Linked DNA regions of Mus musculus: region 1 is linked to region 2. A link is a contact called in public Hi-C data. All regions are on one chromosome and are shown on one strand. The core of a region is the stretch at or near the end of the contact, and the rest is flanking DNA. Distances in the headings are between cores, read along the strand shown.

Region 1 (6,612 bases), core at 2,046-4,545, 110 kb after region 2:
AGAAGCAAGTTGGGGAGGAAAGGATTTACTCAGCTTACACTTCCACATTGTTGTTCATCACCAAAGGAAGTCAGGACAGGAACTCACACAGGGCAGGAACTTGGAGGTAGGAGTTGATGCAGAGGCCATGGAGGGATGTTACTTACTGGCTTGCTTCCCCTGGCTTGCTCAGCTTGCTTTCTTATAAAACCCACGCCTACCAGCCCAGGGATGGCACCACTCACACTTTGATCACTAATTGAGAAAATGCCTTACATCTGGGTCTCATGGAGGCATTTCCTCAAGGGAGGTTTCTTTCTCTGTGATAACTCCAGCTTGTGTCAAGTTGGCACATAAAACCAGGCAGTACATGTATGTGTGTGATATGTATGTGAGCATGGGGGCAGACATACTGAAGCACATGTGTGGCGGTCAGAGGACAACTTTCAGGAGTCAGTTCTCGCCTTCCATCCTGGATGCTAGGGTTTGAGCTCAGGTCATTAGGCTCACACAGCAAGTGTTTTAAAACCCTGAGCCCAAAGGAATAACTATTTTTAAATGTATGTATGTGTGTGTGTTTGTGCCACATGCCATAGTGTGAATGTCAGAGAATGATTTGGGAGTTGGTTCTGTCCTTCCATCATGTGGGTCCCAGGGATGGGACTTGGGTTGCAGGCTTGGGTAGGAAGCACCTTCACCAGCAAATCCATGTCATGGACTTCAGGAGCAACGTTGTTGTTGTTGTTTGTTTGTTTCTTTGTCTTATCCCTGTATCTCATGATGCCCAGCCATGGTCTCCTACTGAGGCGCACCTACCAATTGAGTCTGTGCAGTTGTCAGGGCTCTGGGCAGCCACAATATCCACATCTCCAGTCGCTGTTGTTCCCTCCTCATCCCACATGGATCCCAGATCTGAGTTCATTCAGTTTTCTGTAGCAGATTAGAAAGAGGTCACCATGGTATCACCAAGAGTGGGTTGTGGGAAAGGGGGAAGGGAAACAGGAGGGTGCCAGGAACTGGGGAGACAGCGTTAGACATTCGATCTCAGTCTAGAGGTGTTCTTGGCTGATCAGTGGCTGAGACTGGCCTTTGTGTAAGGCTGCTGCTGTCTCTGCTTGTCTTAGCGGAGGCAGTTGTTCTTCCTCCCTGGGAGAAGCATTCCCTCCCCCAACAGAGGTAGGATGTGTCAGCCCCGACTCTGGGACCTTGCCAGGCGAAGATGATGTTTTCCTTATGGTTGGAACTTTGTCTCGGGGAGGAAGATTTAGCTGTAGCAGGAGAACAGGGAACTGGCTGTTCTGGGAGGGAAACCCCTGCGGACCTGGAGCAGGAACACAAGACCTACAGCATTCTTTCACTCACTGTGGGGACAGACAGTGGCTGGGCCATCTGACTCCTGGCTCCTGCAGGCCTCTTTAGGCTGGAATGTTACTGTCTGAGACTGCTCATCTCTGCCCAGTGTGGTGGCCTCCCCATCTACTCTCTTCAGTTCTGGGGTGCATTCTGTATTGGGGTGTGTATGTGCACGTATGTGCTTATTCACATGCTAAGGCAGAAGAAGAAAACATCAGAGGTAGGTAGGTTGAAGCCAGGGACCTAATCTGTGATAAGAACCACATTTATTGAATGAAAGAAAGAAAGAAAAGAGAAAGAATCCTATTTTGGGCAAATAAGTCTAATATGAGGACTTTTAGGTGCAAAATGTTATACACTGGCCCTAGAGTCCTCATTGGGAAGAATGCTAGAGAAGGGAAGTTTCTATGTCATTTGACAGCCATGTAGCCCTGGGTAGTAATTCCCTTAGCTCCGGTGGGGCTTGCTTTTCTCCTGTGTGAAGCAGGAATCACAGCGCTCACTGCATAGCAGAGAGGGATTGGAGTCTGGGCCCTTCTGCTTCCTCACTGGTGACTTTTGTAGAAGTCTTAACTCATGAGCCTTAATTTCCTTTTCATTTCCCTTACTTAAAAAAGCCTTTAACTGTTTTAATGCATGTATGCTCCAGAATATTATGTATAGCATGTGTGTAGCAGCGCCCTAGGAGGCCTGAAGAGGGCGCCAGAGTCTCTGGAACTGGAGTTTCAGGTGGTTTTGCAGGACTGCGTGGGGTCTGGGAACTGAACTCCAGGCTTCTGCAAGTGCAGCAAGAGCTCTAAACCTTGGGTGTGGGTCTCGATGTCTTGTACTGGGGATTGTGACTACATCCTTAGGAGCATTCTGATCTGAGAGTAGATGGGACATGCGTGAGGACTGTCTCTTGGCTTCTGGCACACAGTTAAGTCTTCCTCAATAAATGTGAGCAATTTGAGTTCAGAGGAACCAGGGAAAATTCCATATCTGACAGTTAGTTCTCTTAAAACTCTAAACTCCTATTTGTCTGACTCTGAGTTTCTTTAAATTAGGAGTGACTGGAAAAGACAGTGGGTGTCCAAGTTGGGTTCCCTAGGTGAGCCTGCTAGCTGTGCAGCAGACCATAGGCTGTGAAGGGGCAGGGGAAAGCTACAGGCTCAGGTTCTATTTTGAACTCTCCCAGAGTTCATTCTCTCTCTCTCTCTCTCTTTTCCCCTCCCTCCCTCCCTCCCTCTCCCTCCCTTTCCCTCTCCCTCTCCCTCTCCCTCTCCCTCTCCCTCTCCCTCTCCCTCTCCCTCTCCCTCTCCCTCTCCCTCTCCCTCTCCCTCTCCCTCTGTTTGCGTGTGTGTTTGCATATGTGTACCATGCATGGAAGTATGTGTGGAGCTGAGTTAAGGACATAATCCTCTTGAGCTTTTGTGTATTTATATAACATAGTAACCATCACCCAGGAAGTAACCAGCACGTTACAAATAATCTTGTTTTCAAAGCCATTTGTTTTGTTTTGTTTTGTTTTGTTTTGTTTTGTTTTGTTTTTCAAGACAGGGTTTCTCTGTGCAGCCCTGGCTGTCCTGGAACTCACTTTGTAGACCAGGCTGTCCTTGAACTCAGAAATCAGCCTGCCTCTGCCTCCCAAGTGCTGGAATTAAAGGCGTGCACCACCACCGCCCAGCTTCAAAGCCACTCTTGCTATGAAGCCCTGATCCCCATTATTGGCAGAATTATGGGGTGTTCCTGTGGCTCAGGCTCAGCTGTGTAGGCCACTCCCTGTTCCCCTCCTTGTCCCAGGCCTTTGCCCCACTCCAGCCTCTCTTGGACTGCAGGCTGAGGATGTCCCTCCCGGGCAGGTCATGAGGCAGAAGACTCCAAGGCCCTGGTGGGTGAGATCATCCCACAAGATGGTGAGAGCACCTGTGCTTGCCCTAGCCACACGCACAGTGATGTAACCCAGGGCTTTAGCGCACAGTGGAAACACAGGGCTCAGTTTACAGCCAGCACAGCCCAGTTTGTTCCTGGCCCAGCCGGCTGTAGCCCTGCCTCCCCTGCTCCCCGCTGATGTTCGACTTCCCTTGCTTGCCCTTTGCCCTTCCTCATATGCCTCGGATGGGGCTCCCGTGGGTTTGTTTCCTGTTCCTTACTCCTTTGCTTGCTCCTCTGACAGGGGGTTATGGAGGAACCGCTATGCAGGCACTGGTGCAGGCGATAGAGATACGGTAGTGAACACAGGATGGCTCCTGCCCACTTGAGTCTTGGGTCTAGTAGGAGAGATGGCCAAGGAGCTAAGCTAAGGTGTGATTAGTGGCGGGAAGGGGAGGGGCTGGTGACTGGGGGTATGCACCCATGCCTTCAGTATTACTTGATCCAAGACCAAATCCCCAGCCAAGGAGCTCGCTTCTTTCTCTGGACCATAGTTCTCCATACAGTTGATGTATTCATTGGTAAATATTTACTTATTGTGGATTGCATTACCAGGCACTATTCTAGGAACTGGGGATGCAGCATTGACGAACACAGATAAGTCCCCGCTGTCACGAAGCCAATATTCGATATTCTGTGATGGGCACACTGTGACAGACAGGACACACACAAATTAACAAGCTCAGTGTGTCTCATGGCAGTGTGCTCTAGGAAGAAAGATGCAAGACGAGGGAGGACAGCAAGGCTGAGGGGAGAGAGCCACAGGCTCGCACAGGCTGTTGGAAGGCCTCTGTGAGGAGTTAGACAGGAAGCAGAGTGGCGCAGGATGTGGCCTCCTGGGCTGTTAGTGTGAGCCAGCAAGACTGAGGCGGGGGTGCGGCTCACAAATGGGAGAGGGAGATGAGATCAGGTCACTGCCACAGCGACAGGGTGCAGACTGTGTGTGCCTGTGTGAGGTGGGGCTCCTGGGGTGCTCTGAGTGTGGCTGAGAGTAGATGGATCTGAAGTCACACTCTGCTTGTGGCGTTTCCAATTGAAGAGAGGCCACGACAGGGGCAGCGAGGCCATCAAGGAAGGTCTCCCTGGGACCCAAGTGGGGCATGAAAGTGGTGGGGACTAGGATGTGACAGGAAATGGTCAGATCCTGGGTCTGCTCCCAAGGGTGAGCCTGTAGGACTATCTGACAGGGTGAGTGTGAGAAGAAAGGAAAAAGGAGGACTCGGGGCTGTGGCCTGAGCCACACTGGGGGATGGGTTGTCCCCTTACTGAGCTGTGTGTGAATAGGCTTGGGATACGGATAAGGAGTCGGATGGGTCACACCTGTGGCCTGCTAGGCCGTCAAGTGCAGATATGAAGTCAATGTACAGTCTGGAGTTGAGAGGAGAGGGCTGGACTAGAGGTTGCAACAGCAGGGGGTCCTTGCTGCTCCTTGAGCAGCTAAAGCCAGTCTAGGAAGTAGGCAGTCAGGCCTAAGGATCAACGAGCGATTTAGCAATGTGCACGTCACAGTTGACTTCGACGGACAGTTCAAGTGTAGCAGAGGAAACAGGAGTAGAGATGGAAGACAAGGCATAAAAAGCTCCACAGACGGCTTCTGCAGGCTCAGGTGCAGTGGCGCACATCTCTATCCCAGCACTCAGAGGCAGAGGCAGGCAGGGCTCTGTGAGTTCAAGGCCAGCCTAGTCTACATGGTTCCAGGACAGCAAGGCCTATATAGAAAGACCCTGTCTTAATAATAATAATAATAAGCCAAGTGATGGTGTCATGTGCCTTTAATCTCAGCACTCTGGAGGCAGAGGCAGGTGGATCCCTGTGAATTTGAAGCCAGCCTGGTCTACAGAGTGAGTTCCAGGATAGCCAGGGCTACACAGAGAAACCCAGTTTCAAAGAGACCAATAAATGAATAAATAAACAAATAAGTGAATAAATAAAAGATCTCTCTTCTAGTTGAAAGCTAAGAAGTCTCTTCCCCCTAGTTCTCATCCTTTCAGTCAGAGGGGAGAATGCTTTCTGCTTTGACAGATCCTACTTTCTGAAGCTGAGCTGAGTGACAGGGACAGTGCCTCCGGAGGGCCCGGGGCACTGGAACCGTCCAGTCTCTTCAGACAGCTCGAAGCCCTTGCCTCTGCGTCTCCTCCCACTACTTTGGATCTCACCTACTATTATTCAATCTCTTGCTTCCTTGTCAGGATACCCAGAGCCAGAGGTGACCTGGTACAAGGATGACATAGAACTGGACCGTTACTGTGGCTTGCCAAAATACGAGATCACTCATCAAGGCAACCGTCACACCCTGCAGCTGTACAGGTGAGGGAGAGGGGCCGGCATGGCTCTCTGCCCTCCCGAGGGCCCTGCGCTGGATCCTGCCATCAGACCTGGAGTCAGCTGGGTGGAAACGCCCAGGCACTCTCTGGAGTTAGAGGGCAGGGCTCTACTACTGAGTTGATCTACCTGGTGAACTGTGCTTTCTGCCAGTGTCTGGGATCTCCCCAGGCCAGGGCAGACGTGCTTCTGACAGCCACAAGTGAGTGCAACCAGAGGAGGCCCTGACCCTCAGAAACCTTTTCCATGAGGTCAGCAGCCAGGAAAAGCAACAGTGCCGTCATTACTACTCTCAGGGCTGTGTTGGTCACCTGCTTCTGAAGGGAGCTCTTCTGGGCCCCGAGTCTAATCCCTCCTGGGACAGCATGACCTTGGTCAGCTGTCCTCTTGTGGCCTCAGTTTCCTCCGTTGTAGCTGAGGAAATTCATGACGCCTAAAGTAGGGCACGACTTGGATTGGGAGGGAGCCGGTGGTCAATGCCAGAGACTCTGGCTGTGGGGAGGAGCGGGGAGAGATGGCGCCTCATGCTCCTACCTCTAGGTGTCAGGAAGAAGATGCTGCCATCTACCAAGCCTCTGCCCGGAACACCAAGGGCATCGTGTCCTGCTCAGGGGTCCTAGAGGTGGGCACTATGACGGAGTACAAGATTCACCAGCGCTGGTTCGCCAAGTTGAAGCGCAAGGCTGCAGCCAAGATGAGGGAGATTGAGCAGAGCTGGAAGCATGGAAAAGAGGCTTCAGGGGAGGCTGACACGCTTCTTCGCAAGATCAGCCCCGACCGCTTCCAAAGAAAGCGCCGACTGAGTGGAGTCGAAGAGGCTGTCCTCTCCACGCCAGTCAGGGAAATGGAGGAAGGCTCCTCAGCGGCTTGGCAGGAAGGAGAGACTGAGTCTGCTCAGCACCCGGGGTTGGGTTTGATCAACAGTTTTGCTCCTGGAGAGGCGCCCACCAATGGGGAGCCTGCTCCAGAGAACGGGGAAGACGAAGAGCGTGGCTTGCTGACATACATCTGCGAGGTCATGGAACTGGGGCCTCAGAACAGCCCTCC
Region 2 (6,615 bases), core at 1,815-4,314:
TTCTAGTGTGTAAAGTGGGGATAAAAAACGAACTCATTGAGCAGGGTGGTAGTGGCTCACGCCTTTAATCCCAGCACTTGGGAGCAGAGGCAGGCAGACCTTTGAGTTCGAGGTCAGCCTGGTCTACAGAGTGAGTTCTAGGACAGCCGGGGCTGCACAGAGACACCCTGCCTAGAAAAACAAAACAACAAAAGAACCATTAATAGGGCTTAGTGGCTCAGCTCCATTATCCCAATACTTGGGAGAATCCAGTCTCAAGGTCAGCAAGTGCCAGCCCAGGGAGGAGTAGAAAGAAAGACCTGGTCTCTGAGAAGAACTAACCAATGCAAAACCCCGCCTCTATTAAAATTACTCTGTGCTTGTGTGTGTGAGCAGCTCAACCACAGAGCGCATGCTTGGCAAGCTTGCAGCCCCAGATTCCGTCCCAGAGTAGATACACAATAAACAAATACATAAGAAATAAACGTGGGGCCAGAAAGATGGCTCAGACGCCCACTTGCTGCTCCATCCTGAGAGCTGGAGTTCAGATCCCAGCACCGACATCAGACAACTCACAGAGGTCCGAAGAACCCGCCCTCTCTTCTGGCTTATGTGTGCGTGAGAGTGAGCACGCACCTACATAAAAACAAAATACATCTTCAAAAAATTACCAACGTACATTTATGCACATAACAATAATCTTGCCAGTGTCTCTGTGGCCTTCCCAATGGAGTTCAAAGAAGAAGCAGTCAGGCACTTCACAGCATGCTCTGACTCCTAATGTCTCCTAAAAGGATCTCTTGGATATTCTGGGGAGAGCCGACCTCCTTAAGGTCAAGCCAAGGGTCTCCAGAGACAGAACCCATTTGGGGGACGATGAAACCAGAGATGATATAAAAGCAGCTTTGTGTAGCATGTGGTGTCAGCGAGATAGCTCATTCCCTCAGACTTCTATGCAGAGGGATTACTGGAGTCACTCAGATCTTCCTGGAAGATTTTTGAAGAGCTTTCTTTAAAAAGTCCTAGACAGCTGCAAAGGCAGCTGGAATAAGGAAGCAGCTGGCTTCTGGATCTGCAGGGCATGTGTGTGTGTGTGTGTGTGTGTGTGTGTGTGTGTGTGTGTGTATGGTAATGGAAGGGTTAGGGTCACACTAGTCTCCTGCTGGGCCATACTGCTTGTTGAAGAAAGAAAGTGAAGGAGTTCTCAGTGTGAATGAAGAAGGCCTATAGGTAGAATAGAAGCCAAGGATACCCTCTCTGCTACATTTAACTGGGGCCCAGACCTCCTTTTGAGCCCTTTAATCTAGCGGCAGCAGAGGGCTGGCTCCTGGCTCCTGATGTTCCTCTAGTTGGCTTTAGGTATCTTATAGGAATTGATTGCTGTTTGAGTCACCACTGGAAATATGATAGGAAATCTGATTATGAATTTCTTTCTTTCTTTTCTTTTCTTTTTTTTTTTTTTTTTTTTTTTTGGTTTTTTTTTTTTTGGTTTTTCGAGACAGGGTTTCTCTGTGTAGCCCTAGCTGTCCTGGAACTCACTCTTAGACCAGGCTGGCCTCGAACTCAGAAATCTGCCTGCCTCTGCCTCCCAAGTGCTGGGATTAAAGGCATGTGCCACCACTGCCCAGCCTATGAATTTTTTTTTAAATGTTTTATTTAAACACATTTTTGTTGTTGTTGTTGTTGTTTTTGTTTTTGTTTCTGTTTTGGTTTGGGTTTTGGCTTTTCAAGACAAGAGTTTATCTGGGGAGACCTGGCTGTCTTGGAATTCACTGTGTAGACCAGGCTGGCCTTGAAATCCGCCTGCCTCTGCCTCCTGAGGGCTGAGATTAAAGGCTTGAGCCACCACTGCCCAGCTATTTATGTATCTATCTTTCTTTCTTTCTCTCTCTCTCTTCCTTCCTTCCTTTCTTTCTTTCTTTCTCTCTTTCTTTCTTTCTTTCTTTCTTTCTTTCTTTCTTAATTTATTTTTTTCCATTGGGTATTTATTTCATTTACATTTCCAATGCTATCCCAAAAGTCCCCCATATGCTCCCCCACCCACTCCCCCTACCCACCCACTCCCACTTCTTGGCCCTGTCGTTCCCCTGTACTGAGGCATATAAAGTTTGCAGGACTAATGGGCCTCTTTCTTTCTTTCACGTAGCTGTCTTCAGACACACCAGAAGAGGGCAACGGATTCCATTACAGATGGTTGTGAGCCACCTCATGGTTGCTGGGGATTAAACTCAGGACCTCTGGAAGAGCAATCAGTGCTCTTAACTGCTGAGCCATCTCTCCAGCCCTAGTTTTGAATTTCTTAATGCAACCACATTCAAAGATATGGTCATTAGCAATCACGGGGCCTCTTGAGCTTTACCCCATTCACATTAGCATCTGTATTGTTCACCTCAGGCTCAGGCAGTCAAGCAAGTGAGGCTTCATAGGTGTAGATTCTGACACAATCTTACAGCAGACTTCCTGATCCTCTGGCTCTTCTCTCCCCTGTGCCACAGTGATCCTTGATCCTCAGGTGAGAAGTTGGGATATAGCTGTAGCTGTCTGTTGGGCCTGGGGCTCCACAGCTCTGCATTGTGATCAGTTAGAGTTTTCTGTAAAGGTCCCTGTGTATTACAAAGAGAAGTGAGGGATGAGGACTACGCTTAGCTGTGGATATGAAGACAAATACTTAGAAATAGTTGGAGATTAGGCTTTTTTAGTCAAGTGGTGGTTGTAGGTTCTCTAAGATGCATGACTTCATAAACCCTGGGTAGTTGGCAAGGTTTCTAGTAGCACTTGTGACTTCCCTCTTGTAGGTCATAAATCCAATTAGAGAGCCATTAGTTACCACTAAGGTATGTGTGCCACTACTTCATTCTTACTGTTACTGTCCCATGGTGGTCACTGTTGTGGTTCAGGGGTATAGTAACTGGATAGGACTGTTGGTTGCTTCCCTCCTTTGGAAGCTTGCGTGGTATATTCTATACCATCAAAGTTACTCCTGAGGGAGGGAGCTTTCAAGTCAAATCCTGCTTGGGGCCTGTGCTGGCTAGTTTTGTGTGTCAACTTGACACAAGTTGGAGTTATCACAGAGAAAGGAGCCTCCCTTGAGGAAATGTCTCCATGAGACCCAGATGTAAGGCATTTTCTCAATTAGTGATCAAGGGGGAGGGCCCGGCCCATTGTGGGTGGTGCCATCCCTGGTCTGGTAGTCCTGGGTCCTATAAGAAAGCTAGCAAGCCAGGGAAGCAAGCCACTAAGCAGCACTCCTTCATGGCCTCCTCATCAGCTCCTGCCTCCAAGTTCCTGCCCTGTGTGAGTTCCTGTCCTGACTTCCTTTGGTGATGAGTCACAATGTGGAAGTGTAAGCTGAATAAACCCTTTCCTCCCCGACTTGCTTCTTGGTCATGATGTTTTGTGCAAGAATACAAACTCTGACTAAGACAGGGCTCTGTGTCCTGAAGTAGAAACTTCTATTTTTTTTTTTTTTTGGAAAGTCAATTATGTCAAATTATGTTTTGTTGAGGCACACAGATGAAAGGGCGTTTTGCTAAAGAAGACAAGTGAAAGAATTTTTCCTGAAGCAGATATAAGTTATAAGTGGAAGGATGTTTTGCTAAAGTAAACATGTGAAAGGATGCATGATATTAAGAAGATATATATATATATATATATATATATATATATATATATATATATATAACCCAACAGACAGTGATGATGCCAGGTGGTACTGGTATGCCTACCATTCTTTACTGGTCATCATTTGTCATGACTTCATAGAGAGAAACACACCACAATACTTCTGGTGGTGTTCTGGCAGCTTCTTGCTGCTTCCTCACACTTGGGCTAATTGACAAAGTAGGTGGAAGTTTCTGAATCAGACTCATGCTGTGTTTTACCAAGACACTTATGTAGTGTTTTGCTGAGTCAAGACCCATAGGAGGACACATGTTTGGAGGGAATATAAACAGAACTCAAGGGAGAGTGACAAGGAGCTTATATGGCTAGCTTTACAATGCTCATCTTAGTCTTTGCTGATCTTCACCTCATCGAGAGAGGCATGGCAGAGAACTTCTGGTGTCTCTACTGGTCTTGGTTGCTTCTGCTGACTCATGCCGATTTGGCAGAGGCCTGGCTGTTTCTGCTGGATTTAGCTAATACTGCTGACTCGTGTTTGCTATCCTAACACTACTAAATTGGACCGCTGGTATCCTGACAAATGGAGATCAGAATCACCCCTCAGGAACTACTTCTAAACATCAAACAGCGGAGCCTCTCGCTTCTTCTGGATCGACCTGTGGTGGCTGATCCATGAATGGTGTTTGCAAGAGCTGCTGCTGCTGATTCATGTAAACTGAACTGCTGATGTCCTGACAACGCAGATTCGATTTGCTCCAAAGAACTTTTTCCAAACAAGTCCACATCCTCCTTTGCTCTATTAACCTCTCCTTTCCATGACCTCTGGTGGGTGGTGGGCCAGAAGGGAGGTTAAAGCATTTAGGAACCCTTATTGAAAATAGGTTTTTAAAAAATATAAGCCTACAGTGTCCAGAGGGCATGGTGTCTTCAGAAATAGGGATTTAACGTTCTATCGCTGGGCTTTACCTCCCCAACAAACACACACACCAAAAGCTCATTTAAAAAACACAGTCTGAGAACTTTGATTATTCAGCAAACTTTGTGGGATTTCTATAGAATGGTTATAAATGTGAGAATTCTCCTCGTGCTTCTCTGAGACAGGGTCTCACTTTGTAGACCAGGCTGGCTTGGAATTCTCTGCATAGAATAGGCTTGGTGATTCTTGGTGAATTCTTGGTGATTCTCTTGCCTCCATTTCCCAAGTGCTAGGATTTCAGACATGTGCCCCCATGTCTGGCCTTGTTTGAGATTGCTTAACTTCCCACTAAGCCATCCTTTCTTCTCTTTGGACTTTTAAATTTTATTCAGTTTTGTGGGTATGAATGTTTTGCCTGATGAGTATATGTGACTATGTGAGTGTCTGTTGGATTCCTTGAAATTGTTTGTTTGTCTGTTTTGTTTTAAAAAATAGATTCTCATGTGGCCCAGGCTGATTACAAATTCTCTATATAGATGAGGCTGGCCTTAATCTCCTGATCCTCCTGCCTCCTAAGTGCTGAATCTCTGCCATTGGCCACTGTGTTTGGTTTTCTTTGGGTTTTAATTATCTGTCCTGTCTTTCTACCTAAGAAAGAGTGTCACTCTTTGGCCTTGGCTGCCCTTAACTCACAGAGATCTGCCTCCTGAATACTGCTATTAAAGGTGTGCCCCACCAAGTCTGACAAGTGTAAGTTCCTTAAGACTTACTCAAATATTTTATTGCATGTTTCTTAGGATTACCCAACTCCTCACAGGTGCCCCCCCCCACACACAACACCCCCAGACAAAGTTTCTCTATGTAGCACTGATTGTCCTGGAACTCTGACTGTCTTGGAACTCGGTGGGCCACACTTGCCTAGAATTCACAGAGAAATGCTCTCCTCTGCCTCCAGAGTGCTGGGATGGAAGGCCTGCATCACTGTCACCTGGCAGGATTACTAAACTCTAAATGACTACCAAAATAGATACTTGAACTCAAAATAACAGCCTTCAGTTTCAGTTGTTAATTAATTGACCCTTAGAGAAGAGACTAGAAGCTTGGTGATTTTTTAGACATCAGCCTAGTAAAACTCTGCAGTGGATGACAGATGGGTACATTATAGAATATATACTACTTCCCTGCCTTCCCTGTCCCAGCACCAAGGATTCATTTTAGGGCTGTGGGCTTGGTAGGCAAATCCTCTTCCCCTGAGCTACACTTGTCTATTTTTCTGCTATTTTTTGAAAAGATTTATTTATTTATTATATGTACTGTAGCTGTCTTCAGAAACACCAGAAGAGGGCATCAGATCTCATTACAGATGGTTGTGAGCCACCATCTGGTTGCTGGAATTTGAACTCAGGACCTCCAGAAGAGCAGTCAGTGCTCTTAACTGCTGAGCCATCTCTCCAGCCCTATTTTTCTATTATTTTAAGATGGGGGTCTCTCTAAATTGCCGAGGCCATCTCAAACTTAGGATCCTTCTTCTCAGCTCCCTGAGCAGCTGAGATCAGAGGGATGTGCCATCTTGCTTGCTTGTTAATCCTTGCTCTGTTTGTTTTCTTGTTATTCTCTTCCTCCTTGTCCTCCTTCTCCTCCTCCTCCTCCTCTTCCAGTGATATTTGAAACAGGGTCTCACTGTATAGTCCTGGCTGTCCTGGAGCTCCCTTTGTAGGCCAGGCTGGCCTTAAACCCACAGAGTTGCTCCTGTGGTTCTGTCTCCTGAGTTCTGAGATTAAAGTCATTCACCTCTACCACCTAGCTACTTGTTACTTCTTTTTTGTTTAATTGAAAATGAATTTGGTATTTACACAGGATTAGGAAAGTCTTTATTATAGGGGTGGTGTCAATGTCCTTAACTATCAGAATGTCAGAGTGCAAGCACTAGTAGCAGTCCCTGGTCCATCACAAGAAAATCACATGTGGAATTTTGTTTCGAGCTGCTATAATAAAATACCCTGATGGAGAAGCAATGTAGGAGAGGAAAGATTTCATCTGTCTTACAATTCCAGATTACTGTTCATCATTAAGAAGGCAAGGCAAGGAGCTAGAGAGAT

What was found. A called contact is a pair of places that touch in the nucleus more often than the background predicts.
Region 1: a contact with region 2 is called in a Hi-C map of bone marrow-derived macrophages, with 33 read pairs. The contact joins two enhancer-like sites. A contact is called at or near these places in 4 of 39 promoter capture datasets (embryonic stem cells, pre-B cells, stem cell-derived epiblast-like cells and 1 more), 2 of 15 datasets of contacts at CTCF or cohesin (large pre-B cells and pro-B cells), 6 of 484 Hi-C or Micro-C datasets (the G1E-ER4 cell line, the HL-1 cell line, bone marrow-derived macrophages and 3 more) and 5 of 115 datasets of contacts at active chromatin or transcription factors (all in embryonic stem cells).

Annotation. Positions count from the first base shown.
Region 1 is chr7:81,071,441-81,078,052 of GRCm38.p6, forward strand. Alpk3 (alpha-kinase 3) reads left to right here. Exons shown (of 14, transcript NM_054085.2): 4 at 5,433-5,550; 5 at 6,106-6,612. Among named protein-coding and RNA genes, the nearest start is that of Alpk3, 17 kb to the left of the region's middle. Within about 2 kb of position 3,296, at least 102 of the 459 cell types and tissues checked have an H3K27ac peak or open chromatin away from gene starts, as enhancers often do. A contact at or near this core is called in bone marrow-derived macrophages, where this site is marked.
Region 2 is chr7:80,962,752-80,969,366 of GRCm38.p6, forward strand. It overlaps Gm32178 (a long non-coding RNA gene), which reads right to left. Exons shown (of 4, transcript XR_003946655.1): 3 at 2,369-2,582. Among named protein-coding and RNA genes, the nearest start is that of Gm32178, 15 kb to the right of the region's middle. Within about 2 kb of position 3,065, at least 3 of the 459 cell types and tissues checked have an H3K27ac peak or open chromatin away from gene starts, as enhancers often do. A contact at or near this core is called in bone marrow-derived macrophages, where this site is marked.